2 separate regions of the Mus musculus genome follow, and region 2 is linked to region 1. The links are chromatin contacts, called in public HiChIP or PLAC-seq maps. All regions are on one chromosome and are shown on one strand. Each heading gives the region's core, a stretch centred on a gene start, on an enhancer-like site or on the middle of the called end of the contact. The rest is flanking DNA. Distances are from core to core; before and after follow the strand shown.

Region 1 (6,636 bases), core at 1,165-3,664:
AAGGCATCCTGGTCAGAGCCTGTCCCATCAGCCACTGGTTATTGTAGGAGTTCTACTAGCTAAAGCTCCACTTTAATTGGTCTTTCATTGCCATGTATCTTCCAACCTTTCCTGCTCCCTCAAATTAATGCCAAAGGAACCCCATCAGGTATTTATTTTGTAGAATATATTTTAATATGAATTATTTCCCATCAAATATTACCCCCCTCAGCACCCTGTTGCTTGTGTGGGAGACCAGTGTAGGATCTTGAAGATGCAGAGCCAATGCTCTACCACTAAGGTACATCCCCCCTTCTTTCTGGTATAGACGGCCCGTTGGTTTTCAACTTTTGTCTTTCTTCTCTTACTGTCTAGATCTGAACCACAACAGTCAGGAAGGGCAGAGGAAGGGTGAGCTACCTGAGCGACAATCAGAAAGTGAAAGCAGAGTTCTTTCTGGTTGAATAAGGAGAAAACTGCAACATTATAACTAACAATTTTTCTTTCTCGAGCTACACAACACTTTTTCTCAGACCCTAGAGCAATAGCTGCTCATACCATGATAGTTGAATAAATGAGATGTGTCAAGGCATGTAGCACTAAACAGCCATTCAGTTTTTTCCAACTGTATAAAGTGAAGAATTACTACTGAATAAGATAATACTAAGAAAAGCACACTTAGTCAACTATAGCTCTATTAATCACATGAAAAGAACTGCTATGTTGCCTCAGAAACAATACAGCAGGAGTGAATGCAAATCTGGCTCACTTATTTTACACTGTGGGGCAACACCATACATGCTCCATTTCTTTTGCCCAGCCAAGTAAATCGTAGGGCCACTAGCAAGTGTGCATCCACTGTTTTACCACATACAACTTACTTATTTTAAAGAAGAAGAAACAAAATGAGAAACACATTCAATAAAGCAACTACCATAGTTTGTCAAAGGCAGCGCCCACTGCCCAAACCTTTGCACTCCACGCCCCGAGAACCCGAATGAGCAGAAAGCTGGAGCAGCAAGGCAAGGTCTGGCTTAGGCCTTCTATGATGCACAGCTACAAATTACAGCTGTGCTTCTGACATCCTTATGGGCAAATATAAAACTGGATTTTAGTGTTAGACATACATTCTGTTAAACCTTTTCCCAGGACAGTAAACAAGCACAGGCTGAGGAAGAGAAGTGGGTGCCACGGGCTCTGGACTAGATGGCCATGCCCTCAACACCAGCACTGTCGCCTGCTGCGCAGGTGAGCACAGGTGCCTCGATTATCCCTAAGACAAGGAAACCCATCACAGGGCTTAATGGAATCCTAAAAAGAAAAAACTGTCTAAATCTATCAATGTACAAACGTGTAAATTGATAGAGCTTTATAATAAAGTGTTTAAGAAACTGAAATAAGTAGCCAGATGTAGTAAAGTTTTGAAAAAAGTCTCAAAATATTAGACTATGATCTAATTTTAACTTTAAAATCATGTACATATAGCCTTCAACATTCATATTTATATAGCCATGTTACATACATACATGTGTATGCAAACCCTGGTAAGTCTAGGGGTAAGTAAAACTGTAAACTCCAGGAACAGGTCAGACAGATAAATTCTGTACACTTAAACAAGGACTGAATTTGTTATACATAGGCACAGAGTTCTTGAAAAATATTATTCATATTATATAAAAAATAGAAAATGAGAGAACAAATATTGCTTATTCCTTATCATTCTTGGGGAATAAAAATGTGTGTATGTACAGCAGTTAGTTATTAGACTTACATGCACACGCGCGCACGCACACGCACACGCACACACACACACACACACACACACCCCACTAGGTCCTATTCTTGGGAGTGGGGAGCTGGAGGAAGAAGCTGGGGGCAGCAGTGGGATAAAGCTGGGTTCAGCTATTTTGAACCCTGGGGACTAGCACAGAACATGACATAAATAGAGATATTCAGTCTCTAGCTGCTCAAATAAAGAGTACTTGACATTAAGTAAGAAGTATGCAAAGTCCTGGCTCCCAAAGGGCTGACACTCTCTTGAGAAAATAATGCAAGTGTCCTACTCAGGACGGAATGAGAGACTTTCTATCAAAACACAGAATGGTGTGTTCACTAGTTTCCCATATCAGCCAATTCAATTGGAAACCACAGACATTGAGAATTGCATAAGAAATGTGAACCTATACATGATGTAATTACAGATCTATTTGAAAAAAAAATGCAAGAGAGAAAACAGAGAATTGGTGAAAGGTGGGATGTGAAGGGACCATGATGTACCCAGAAGAAAATAAACAAAACTAAGATGCTCACACGGAGCTCCTCCTATAGGTCAGGACAGGAACTGCAACATGCCAGTAAGTTGTTGAACAGTTTAAGAAGCTGGGGGTAAAGGTTAACTAACTCAGGGACGAGATGTCAGTCTGTGATGTAAGTTGGAGATTGCCTAGACAAGAGGAACAAATCAGGTGAGCACTGCTACTGCACAGGATTTCTGCCTGGAGACTTCCTGGTCCATGAACACCCAGCAGAGCAGGGACACCTTGCTAGGCCAGGGGAACAGAAACTGGACTAGAGAGGCAACAGCACTATTCCGAGCATCATAGATTGAAACCTTGTAAAAAGATTACCCCCAAATGTGCATCAGGGTCCCTCTCTTAGACTAATCTGCATATGTGACAGATCAAGAGCTGCTACAAGGCAAAAGTTAAAACACTTCTAGGTCACCCACTGAAGAAGTTCTTCTCTGAGTGTGGACGAGGTCTCAGGTGGAGCTCCAGATAAAGGTCCAGGCAGCCAGCACACCCACAGCGTATGGCAGGGCCGAGTGCTTTAACTGGAGTTGACAGCAAGCCAGCACATTCTCCCCAATGGCCTGCTGTTAGGTAAGCAAGTAAGTTCTATCCCTGGCAACCAATCAGGGAGAAAGAACTGACGCCTGCAAGTTGTCTTCTGAACTCTACACTTGAGTTGTGTGTGAGCCCAAACCGCTCTAATCCTGCTGGCCACACACTGCTGCCTTAATCAGCCTAACGAAGCAGCTGCAGCAGTTCCATCTCGCCCACAGGACGGCAGAAAGCCAGCCCCACCATTCTGTTTACAGTTGTCAAAGTCACATGACCAGCTTTTCACAGCAAAATGGAATGGCAGGGCAGTCCTGAACTGAGGGGTGAGGTGTTAATTTCTCTAAAGCACACTGGGGCATGGTTAAGTAGAGAAAAGGGATCGCCAGATGGCTGACAGGTCAGGCTACAAACTGCAGCATTTTTCTTTCAGCTGGAATCCCATCCCTTCCTTAGAATTCACATAGCTGAGGCTCATTTTCAATTTAAGTTCCTCTAGTCCTTCATTCATTTGCCGAAGTTTTGCAAAATGGCACAGCCTAATTAAATTAATGCAGCAGTGAAGCTTGGGGGGATCATGCTAGTGAGAGGTGACTTTAAAACTGTGGTCAGTATTCTGCATCGTTTAGTGACATAACAGACTTGGGCATTAGCCACAAAAGTCAGTAAAAAAGAGGCAAACACTGGCTCCCAAAAGTTGAACTCCAACAAGGAAAGTGAATTTGAGCAAGCCTTTACTTAACAGAACTATGACACAGAACTTTCTACAAAGATGAACACACACCAGAGACATTATCTAACTCTGGCAGCCATTTGGCACATGTGGCTATTGGTCATTTGAAATGTGGGCACTGTACCATAACAAGTAAGTTAATTTGATTTAATTGTAGTTAATTCAACTTTAAATTTAAAATAGCCCCTGTGGCTAGTAGCTATGTAACCTTGGTTCTAAATCCGATTATCAATTTATAGAGAAGGCAGAGGACAGGGAACATCTTTAATTACATTACTGAGATACACTTGGCAAACTCCAGGATGAAAATTGTAAAAACAGTTTCTTTAAAGAATATTTGGTGATTTACAAAAACACCATTCAAAAGGCTGTGATTTGAACTTACAAACTGGAAAAAGCTTTAATGAATTTAAATTTGAACCTAGCTGGATCTTTTAATAAAACTGAGGGAGTTTTATTTAAAACTAACAATAAACTAAGATGATTAATAGTTATTAAGAATGAAAGCACTTTGTCCTTTAGAGGTGAATTTTAAAATATTAAAATCAGAATAGACATTGCCTCAGGGAAAAAGGATGGAAAAGGATATTCCAAGGAAATGGCCCTAAGAAGCTGGTGCAGCCACTTTAATATCCGACAAAATAGACTTCAATCCAAACTAACCAGAAGAGACAGGGAAGGATGCTACACACTCAGCAAAGGGAAAACCCACCAAGAGGACAATGGAATTCTTAACATCTGGTACTAAAAACAAGAGCACTCAAGTTTGTAAAAGAAACACAACTACAGCTAGTACCACATACTAAACCTCACGCAGGGATAGTGAGAGGCCTCAGTACTGACTCCCACCATGGACCAATCATCCAGAGACCAGCTAAACAGAGAGAGGCTGAAGCTAACTTATACCATAAACCAAACAGACCTGCGAGACATTTACAGAGCCTTTAACCCAACCACAAGAATACACCATCTTCTTAGCAACTTATGGAGCTTTCTCCAAAGTTGATCATATACTCAGACACAAAGTAAGTCTTAACAGATATAAAAAAAAATTGAAATAAACCCCTGAATCCTATCTGACCACCATGTATTAAAGCTGGATATCAACAGAAACTATAGAATGCATGGATACTCTTTTGTGCACTATGTAAAAGAGTCATCTGTTAGTAAAAAGCTGATGGCCTATTAGCAAAAGGCAGGAAGTACAAAGTGGAAGTTCCAATAGAGAGACTGGAACTCTAGGAGATAGTCAGGTACAGAAAGACTCACCCCAGACATGGAATAAGTCTGACATATGAAACTGAGGAGAGGTGAACTAACCAGCCACGTGGCAGACATGGAATAATATAAAATTCTCAATAGAAACCTTCAAACTGAATCCAAGAACACTTTCAAAAGGTCATCTACCATAATCAAGTAGGCTTCTTCCCAGAGATGCATGGATGGATTAACATAAATTGATAAATGTAATCTACCATATAAGCAAACTGAAAGACAAAAACCACATGATCTCATTAAATAAAGAAAAAGCCTTTGACAAAATCCAACACCCCTTCATGATAAAAGTCCTAGAGAGATTACCAACACAACAGGCATTCTTAAACATAAAGGTAATTTCCAGCAAGCCTATATATATATATATATATATATATATATATATAGCCAGCATCAACTTAAATGGGGAAAACCTTAAAGCAATTCCACTAAAACCACAAAAAGACAAGGCTGTCCATTCTCCATACCTATTCAATATAGCAACAAGTCTTAACCAGAACAGAACTACAACTGAAGATCAAGGGAATACAAACTGGAATGAAGTCAAATACCTTTATTTGCTTGCAGGTGATATGACTCTATACATAAGTGACCCTAAAATTTCCACTGGAAAAATCCCATAACTGGTAGCACTTTCAGCAGCTGGATATAAAATGAACTCACAGAAATTAGAGTGTTCCTATATACAAATGACAGACTGAGGAAACACCCTTTACGATAGCCACAAATATTATACAATGTCTTGGGGTAACTCTAACCAAGCAAGTGAAAGACTTGTATGACAAGAATTTTAAGTCTTTGAAAAAGAAACTGAAGAACATTTGAGAAGATGGAAAGATCTCCCATGCTCATGGATTAGTAGGATTAAAAAAATGTCATCTGACCAAAAGTTATCTATAGACTCAGTGCAATCCCCATCAAAATTCCAACAGAATTCTTTACCAATTTTGAAACAATTTCCACTTCATATGGAAACACACACACACACACCAAACAAACAGACAAGAACACCATGATAGTTAGAATAATCGTGAAAAAAAAAAACCCCATAAATATACACTGGAAAAAAAGACACCTTTAGCAAATGGTACTATTCAAACTGACTGTCTGCATGTAGAAGAATCCAAATAGATCCATACTTATCACCCTGCAAAAACCTCAAGTCCATAGGGATCAAAGACCTTAGCATAAAACAGATAGACTGAAGAGAAAGCTGGGAGTAGCCTTGAACTCATTTGGCACAGGAAAAGACTTTTTGAACAGAACACCAATAGCAGAGGCATTAAGATCAACTTTTCATGAAACTAAAAGACTTCTACATGATAAAAGACACCATCATTCAAAGTGGCAGGCTAAATTGGAAAATTTTTACCAGCTACACATCTGATAAAGGGCTTATATCCAAAATATATAAAGAACTTCAAAAATTAGATATTAAGAAAACAAATAACACAACTAAAGAGTGGAGTGCTGATGGACACAGAATTCTCAAGAGGAAACCTAAATGGCTGAAAAACACCTCAACGTTTAACATACTTAGCCATCTGGGAAATGCCAATCAAAACTACCTTGAGATTTTATCTTACACCAATAGGAATGGCTAAGAGCAATTATAAAAAGTGGCAGCTTATGGTGGTGAGGATGTGGAGCAAAGGGAACACCCATGCACTGCTGGTGGGACTGCAAACTTGTGCAGCCACTACTGAAACCAGTGTGGCGGTTCCTTAGAAAGGTGGGAACTCGTCTACCTCAAGATGCAGCTATACCACTTGTGTTGGTTTGAATAGGTTTGTGCCCCATAGACTCATA
Region 2 (6,636 bases), core at 2,142-4,641, 210 kb after region 1:
AATGCCAGGACCAGGAATGGGAGTGGGTGGGTTGTGGAAGAGGGGGAGGTGGGAGGGGGATAAGCCAGGGGGTCTTCAGAGGAGAAACTAGAAAAGGGGATAACATTTGAAATGTAAATAAAGAAAATATCTAATAAAAAAAGACCTTTCCATATCTTTTAGAGAAATTTGAATGAGCCAAGTGCTAGACAAAAAGAGAACACATTTTGTAAGGTTTAATAATGTCATTGAGATTGTGTGAGAAAGTAAGAAAAAAAAATAACTTAAAATTTTAAATGCGTAATCCAGTGTCAGTCAGGGGCTTCTGTTAAAGTTCTGCGTGTATACTTTACAGAGCTGAGGTAAGAACAAGCACTTTCGATTACTAGGGAAGGTAAGGATGAAGGAAGATGGAAAGAGAGGAGGAGTCAGTGGAGGAGGAGCTTCTAGACAGCACAATGCTTATAGTGATTGCCCCTGAGGGATGGAGTCACGAGATAAAACGTATTTTCACCTGGGTACATAGAGATCACACAAGATGAAGCCTGAGAGATGTGGGATTCTGTACACAATTTCTAGGCTTACAGTAACATTTAAATGATAATAACATTTGAAATGCATATTGAAGTTCCATTTTCTTTCTTCCTTTTCACATCAGCAGACCAATTTTCTTTTTTATTTCTCTAAATCTAATAGCATTTAAAAGAAAAAAAATATCATTTTTCATAGATTAGTTCATCAAGATCTTACAAGTGCCTGCTAGGTCCTGAGTTTGTATGAGGGCTATAAGGACAGGTTATAACAAAGTTCTTAATTCAACTTGTTTATTAGTCTGCTGAGGCTGCCAAGCAAGATTCCACAGTGGAATTCTATTTCCTCACTGAATTAGAAATACAAGTTCAAGTTCCTGACAGAATCCATTTCTTGTTGGACCGCTCTTTCTGGCATAGCAATGTGCGGAGATAGAGGTGCCTGGTACTTTACCATCTCTTATGTGCATACCGGATCACAGGAAGGCCCACACTTAGACATTCAACTTAAACTTTATAGACCCTGTAGATCCTGCCTCTAAATCACACAGATGCTTCAGCACACACATTTAAGGAGACACAATTAGATCCACCACACCATGTTCACATGTTAGTTCATATTTGGGGACTGTGGTCCAGCTTGCACAGAATGTCAGATATTGAATTTCCTCTCTATTGAATTTCGCCTTGGCTTCAATCTTGGCAACAACTTGGTAATGCGAGCTGACATTTCGAACAAACCGTCTTTTGAATCTCAGGCTTAGATTATTTCATTCCTTGCCCGTGGTTATGTTCACTAGCAAATAAACAGCAGCAGTATTTTCTCATTGGGCGTCCAGTGCTATTTCTTGTACACCGCAGCGCGCCACAGAGTGTTCTTATTCTGCTGCTTCTGCTAACGAGAAGGAAATGCAGTGTGGATGGCAGATGTCTGAACACTTGGATGATTGAGCATGGCCATCTCCTTTGGTCCAAGGCAAACATTCATCTTGGAATGAACCTGACAGATAACCCCACTAAGATAAACCCACTGACTAACCTTAGGGGACATTTCTGCTACTTGTCGATGATCACCTAAATTTGTCCCTCACATTTTATTTTAGAATCTGAGGACCTTGGAAAAGTTTGAGGGTCCTTTTGCTGCTCTGTCCCTGAGCTTGAAACATAGTGACTGAGGCTGTCAGTCAGGCCTGTGGAGGCTCTGTGAGGAGGCAGCCCCTGTACAGCAATTTCACACTGGATACAGTGTAGACAACACATGGCAGGCCAGGGAAGACAGAGGAGAGAAATGAAAGCCAGTCTTTGAAGCTGCCTGGAGGTATACAGATGTCACACGAGAGAAATCAGATGTAGGAGAGACAGCCCTGCAATATCCCTAATAGGCAAACCCACGGAAACAGAACCGGAGGCAAGGGTGGAGTAAGGAGACGGGGTCAGTCTTAATGGATGCTAGGAGACATTTTGCTAGAATACAAAAAGCACATTTATACACACAAACTGAAATGGTCATTGTATATGTTGGTGAATACAAACTTAATCTCTCAGCAGCTTCTTCAGCCAAGCCAAGGAATCACTTGAGCTATATGTGAATATTTTTTCAAGGGGGAAATGTCATATTAAAAATAAGCTCACTTCATTTATAAAAATCAACAACCGCTGACGACTCAGTACTAAAATGTACTAAACATATTAAAATGTCTCTGTCTACCTATGGGGAGAGGGATGGCTTCCCCAGGAATCAAGATGAACTGGGTATCCTCCCCCACAGAATTTCTTGCCTTAAGAAGTGGTATAGCTTCAAGCAAGGGGAAATGATCTCACAAGGACAGATATGCAAAGGCTGGCCATTGCGCTCATGTAAAGTAAAGCAGACCAATTTTCATGACTAATCGAAAGGTGAAAGGTCTTGTAAGGGATTCAATAGTTATACACTGGGGTATCCCAGAGTTTTTGGTACAAATATTCAAAATCTGGGCTTAAGAAGCAATGAAATAGACTGGTTGAGAATCATTTTCAGAATATTCTCTCTGCAGAAATATGTGAATGCATACCCATTTTAAAGTGAGAAAAAACAGTCTTGAAAAAATGCATAGTAGTAGGTAGAAATGCGGTGTGTTGCATAAACATCATAAGTGTCTTGCAATCATGAAGCTATTAGAGTGATTTGGTTTTTACAGTGGAATTCAGGCTGGGGATGTAGCTAGGTAATAGAGGATGTGTGTGTGTGTGTGTGTGTGTGTGTGTGTGTGTGTGTGTTCTGGTGGGGGTGTAGTGGGGGATACAATTAGTTTGTGTTGAAAAAAACTAAAAAGTAATAAAAGTATGTTCGTGGCATAAACCTGAGAACAGATTTCCCCTTTTTTTCCTATGCTACAACCCAACAGCACTTATGCATAGTTTAATATCAAGGCATATTACATCTTATTTTACACTGACTGATTAATAGCTGAACAGATCAGTGGAGAGGCTTTGGCTCCCGCTGAGCTCACAGAGTTTGATGGAAACCGCAGGAGGGGGCCTGCTCCTGACTTCAGCCCAGGCCACCGCTGGGTCCCCAGTGTGTGCCCGCCTGCTGTGCTTTTCAGGCATCTGGAGTGTGCCTTGGGTAGCATGGCCTTCCATCTACCTCAAGGGTACGGGGAGCTTTGTGGTAGAACAAAGGAAGCTATGAATGTCTCCTTCCCCCGAGAATGAGCAGTTCGTTATATTCCCAAGGTCCCATTTTCAGACTGTTCTCCGAAAAGGGACATCTGAGAGACTCCTTATCTTTTATCCTCAGTGTAACGGAAAAATACTAACCCGAGGAAGTGGGCCGTGAAAAGCTGTCAGAGCCTGTCTACCTTTGGCTTTGATAATGACTCTAGAACCTCTCCTCAACCCTACTGAGATCTGACTCAACGTGGGGCGAAGCCAGAAATACCAGGGTGTCTCAGGAAAATAACAGAACAGCCCGGGAGAGGCGGGGGGGGGGGGGGGAGAGGGGAAGCCTGTGATTCGGAGCGGGGTGGGTGGGTGGGGGCAGCAAGAGGCATAGTCAGCTTAGGCAAAAGGGCCATAAAAAACGATGTCTTTCTCAGAAAGTGTAGATGGCTAGATGAAGAAGGGCCTTGCTTGTCTCTACACGTGGGCGGGGTGGGTATCTCGAGGATAGGAAAAGCTGAGGACACCTAGTGATACGCAAACTTCCCTCCGCCTCTGCCTGTGGGCTTATTAGCAGCCAGGCAAATCGGTGTGCAAAGAATAGCTTTGCTGGATAACAGCTGGGGAAATGGCAAATTATGCAATTTTGCAGGCGCACACAGACCCGCAGTTGCACTGAAATCAAATTAGATGAGGCACGGGGCTAGGCAGTGCCAGCGTCAGGGCTGAGGGCACCCCTTTGCCTAGCTGTTCAGGTCGACTCTGTTCTGAGCTGGGGACGCCTCTGTTCGTGGTGGTCTGTGCTGCGCGTCCTAAGCACCCAAGCCCACGGTGGTGTTTACTCGCCTGTGTGGTGTGAAGAGGACGATTTAACTCTCCACCTTCCCCCTCCAGCATGCGGTATTGATTTTCCACCGTGATACAGAAAGGCCTTTCTTCTAAGTACCTTTGGAGGCAGACTTGGCTGTAGAGCCAGCTTTGTGAGCGAGGGCCTCTATTCAGGGAACACAGAAGGGCTTTCTCAATTGCAAGTTGTGTTTGTGCAGTATACTAGTCATAACAAGTTCCTGTTTGACTCTTAAGTTGTTCGTGAAAAATCCAACCAACAGATTGAAGCTGTTTGTTGCATCACTCGATCAGTCTAAACAAGTCCCGCAATTAGAGTGGCTAATTAATACCTATGTCTATTGTGCATCCGAGCTGACATTCTGAAGGTGTTGCCAGTTCAGAAGTGTAGAAATAATTACTCTCTAAAACTGGGCAAGGAGGCGGCTTTCCATGGGATTTCACGTTGAATATGCAAATGTTCTCTCATTTTGAAATGTGACTTGTGAAAAATTAGGAGCATTTGAAAATTCTCCAGCCTGGAACTGATTTCATATGGAGTTTATGTTCCTCCCTTGAAGCCATAAAAGGCTTAGCAGCAGCAAGGTAAAGGAAAAAGAAAATTAACAAAGCCATCCCTTGCTCCAAAGCGGCTTAGTCTATAATATGCTGAACTTGTAGTCTTGATAAAGCTCGGAATTGGTGTTTCATTACTTTGGATTCAAGTGCCTAAGTTCCCTATCATTTAAAAAAAGTAAGCATAAATTCTGTTACCTGGATTTCAAATTGTCTTTTTATGTCACATACAGCCAATACCGCCAAGTTCAATGTGAGATGACAATATACTTTTATATCTGTAAATACCATAATATATAATACTGAAATATAAAAGAAATTTCAGAGGGCTAGTATGTAGAAAGATATGACAAAGGGAAGGGAAACTGATTTATAGTCATTGATTCATTTGGGATCAATTGTCTGAGAAGTCATTGAAGGACTACATGTATAATGAATGTTACTCAAGGCAACTTTAAACTGAGAAAGTCTGTCCTTAATCAGTTACTGATAGCATCTAGTTCCTGAGTATATAGGGCCTCTGATTTACTTGGGATGATACTAGTTACTGTATTTTGTAAAGAAAAAATGAAGAAAAAAAAGTTAGGTTCCATTTTGGTGATGGCAAGCTTTAGACAGTGAGCAGAAGAGAGCTCAGAGGGATGGAAGGGATGCGAGCCTGGAAGGCTCAATCTCTCTACAGCAGGTAGAGCAGGCTAACATGTCTGTGAGTGAAGACAGCTGTATATAGATGGAGCATGCAAGAGGACAATCATTTTGAGGAGGTTAGTGTGACACCTGAGATGACATCATTATTTGAAGTCACAAGTGCAGTTGACAACAGCCCATCTATCTCCTGGCTTACAAGAGAGTATGGCCGCTAGGAGCTCAATGAGTGGAGAGGGTCAGGAGACTACTTCCTCCTGACTCCAAGGGTCTGATGGTGCTCTTAAGTTTTGTAACTTCAGCAAGATCAGGAGCTGGTACAGCCTCTCTGGCTTACCTACAGAGCTGTTTGCTGTGCAGGGGAAGGAAGCATTCAGCAGACAGGCTTTCCCACCCCCTGCTGCGCTGCTCTGGACTACCTTTTAGAAGAGGGTGGGGTTTGAGTCTGTCAGGGAGTCTGTAGTGGAGAGACACAGCATTGAGATAGATGAGAATAGGGTTCCAAACTGGTTAATGTGAAGCATGACTTAATCTTCTGCCCCAAGAAACAGAAACAATAGAGAGGTGACAGTGCTGGTGACATTGCTGGTTGTGGTGGTGGGACGGATAGTCAAGTGGGAAAAGAAAAATTACAATTTAAAATGGGTTATATGTTTGTTACAATATTAAAGGGCAAAGTCATATGTGGCATAAGAGGGTTGAGACCTAGGTCATTTCAGATACGAGGAAAGGTCATAGCGATTGCAGAGAAGCCTGGCAGAAGGTAGGAAGTAAGGGAGAGTGTGAACCAGCTGAGGCACCAGCCAAGAGTGGAAACAGCAGTATTTCCTAGGGGGAGCCACTGGACTTTCCAAACGTGGTGCTGGTGCTGATTGTCCAAACACCTCTGAAAGGAATGGTGAAAAGCAAACCGTTCACCCCCCCAACCCCCATCAATGATTTTGTCATCATGAAAAAGAAAACTCAAGGAAGACGCCCAAATAGAAGAGTCCATGAGGAGCTGGAGAGATGGCTCAGTGGTTAAGGGCACTGACTGCTCTTCTAGAGGCCCTGAGTTCAATTCCTAGCAACCACATGGTGGCTCACAACCATCTGTAATGGGATCCGATGCCCTCTTCTGGTGTGTCTGAAGACAGCACCACTATAGTCACATACATGAAATAAATAAATCTTAAAAACAAAACAAAACCCAACAAACAAACAAAAAAACAAAAACAAAAGGAAGCTGTAGTAACTGAAGAGGAGACATACTGTAACTGCAGAGCAGAAGTCAGTGCTGAGGGCCATAGAGCACGTGGAAACTAATTTGGGCCTCAGAGGAGAAGTGGGGGGTGAACCCAGATATGAACATTTCCAGACAGTGTAACTGAAGCAGTAGGGATACCATTAATAGGCCTGAGAGATATAGGAGGAGAAACTGACATGTCAGACAAAATAATAA

Evidence for each region. HiChIP or PLAC-seq counts read pairs in DNA pulled down with a chosen protein or histone mark.
Region 2: a contact with region 1 is called in an H3K4me3 HiChIP or PLAC-seq map of embryonic basal ganglia, with 2.7 times the contacts expected there. The contact joins two enhancer-like sites. A contact is called at or near these places in 1 of 39 promoter capture datasets (hippocampal neurons), 1 of 484 Hi-C or Micro-C datasets (bone marrow-derived macrophages), 8 of 115 datasets of contacts at active chromatin or transcription factors (T-cell acute lymphoblastic leukemia, embryonic basal ganglia, embryonic limb bud and 3 more) and 1 of 9 other capture datasets (embryonic stem cells).

What each region holds. Positions count from the first base shown.
Region 1 is chr15:39,904,872-39,911,507 of GRCm38.p6, forward strand. All of the region lies in intron 1 of Lrp12 (low density lipoprotein-related protein 12), which reads right to left. Among named protein-coding and RNA genes, the nearest start is that of Lrp12, 36 kb to the right of the region's middle. Within about 2 kb of position 2,415, at least 129 of the 459 cell types and tissues checked have an H3K27ac peak or open chromatin away from gene starts, as enhancers often do. A contact at or near this core is called in embryonic basal ganglia and embryonic limb bud, where this site is marked.
Region 2 is chr15:40,110,995-40,117,630 of GRCm38.p6, forward strand. The region is part of intron 2 of Gm33251 (predicted gene, 33251); the gene reads left to right. Among named protein-coding and RNA genes, the nearest start is that of 9330182O14Rik, 20 kb to the right of the region's middle. Within about 2 kb of position 3,392, at least 61 of the 459 cell types and tissues checked have an H3K27ac peak or open chromatin away from gene starts, as enhancers often do. A contact at or near this core is called in embryonic basal ganglia and embryonic limb bud, where this site is marked.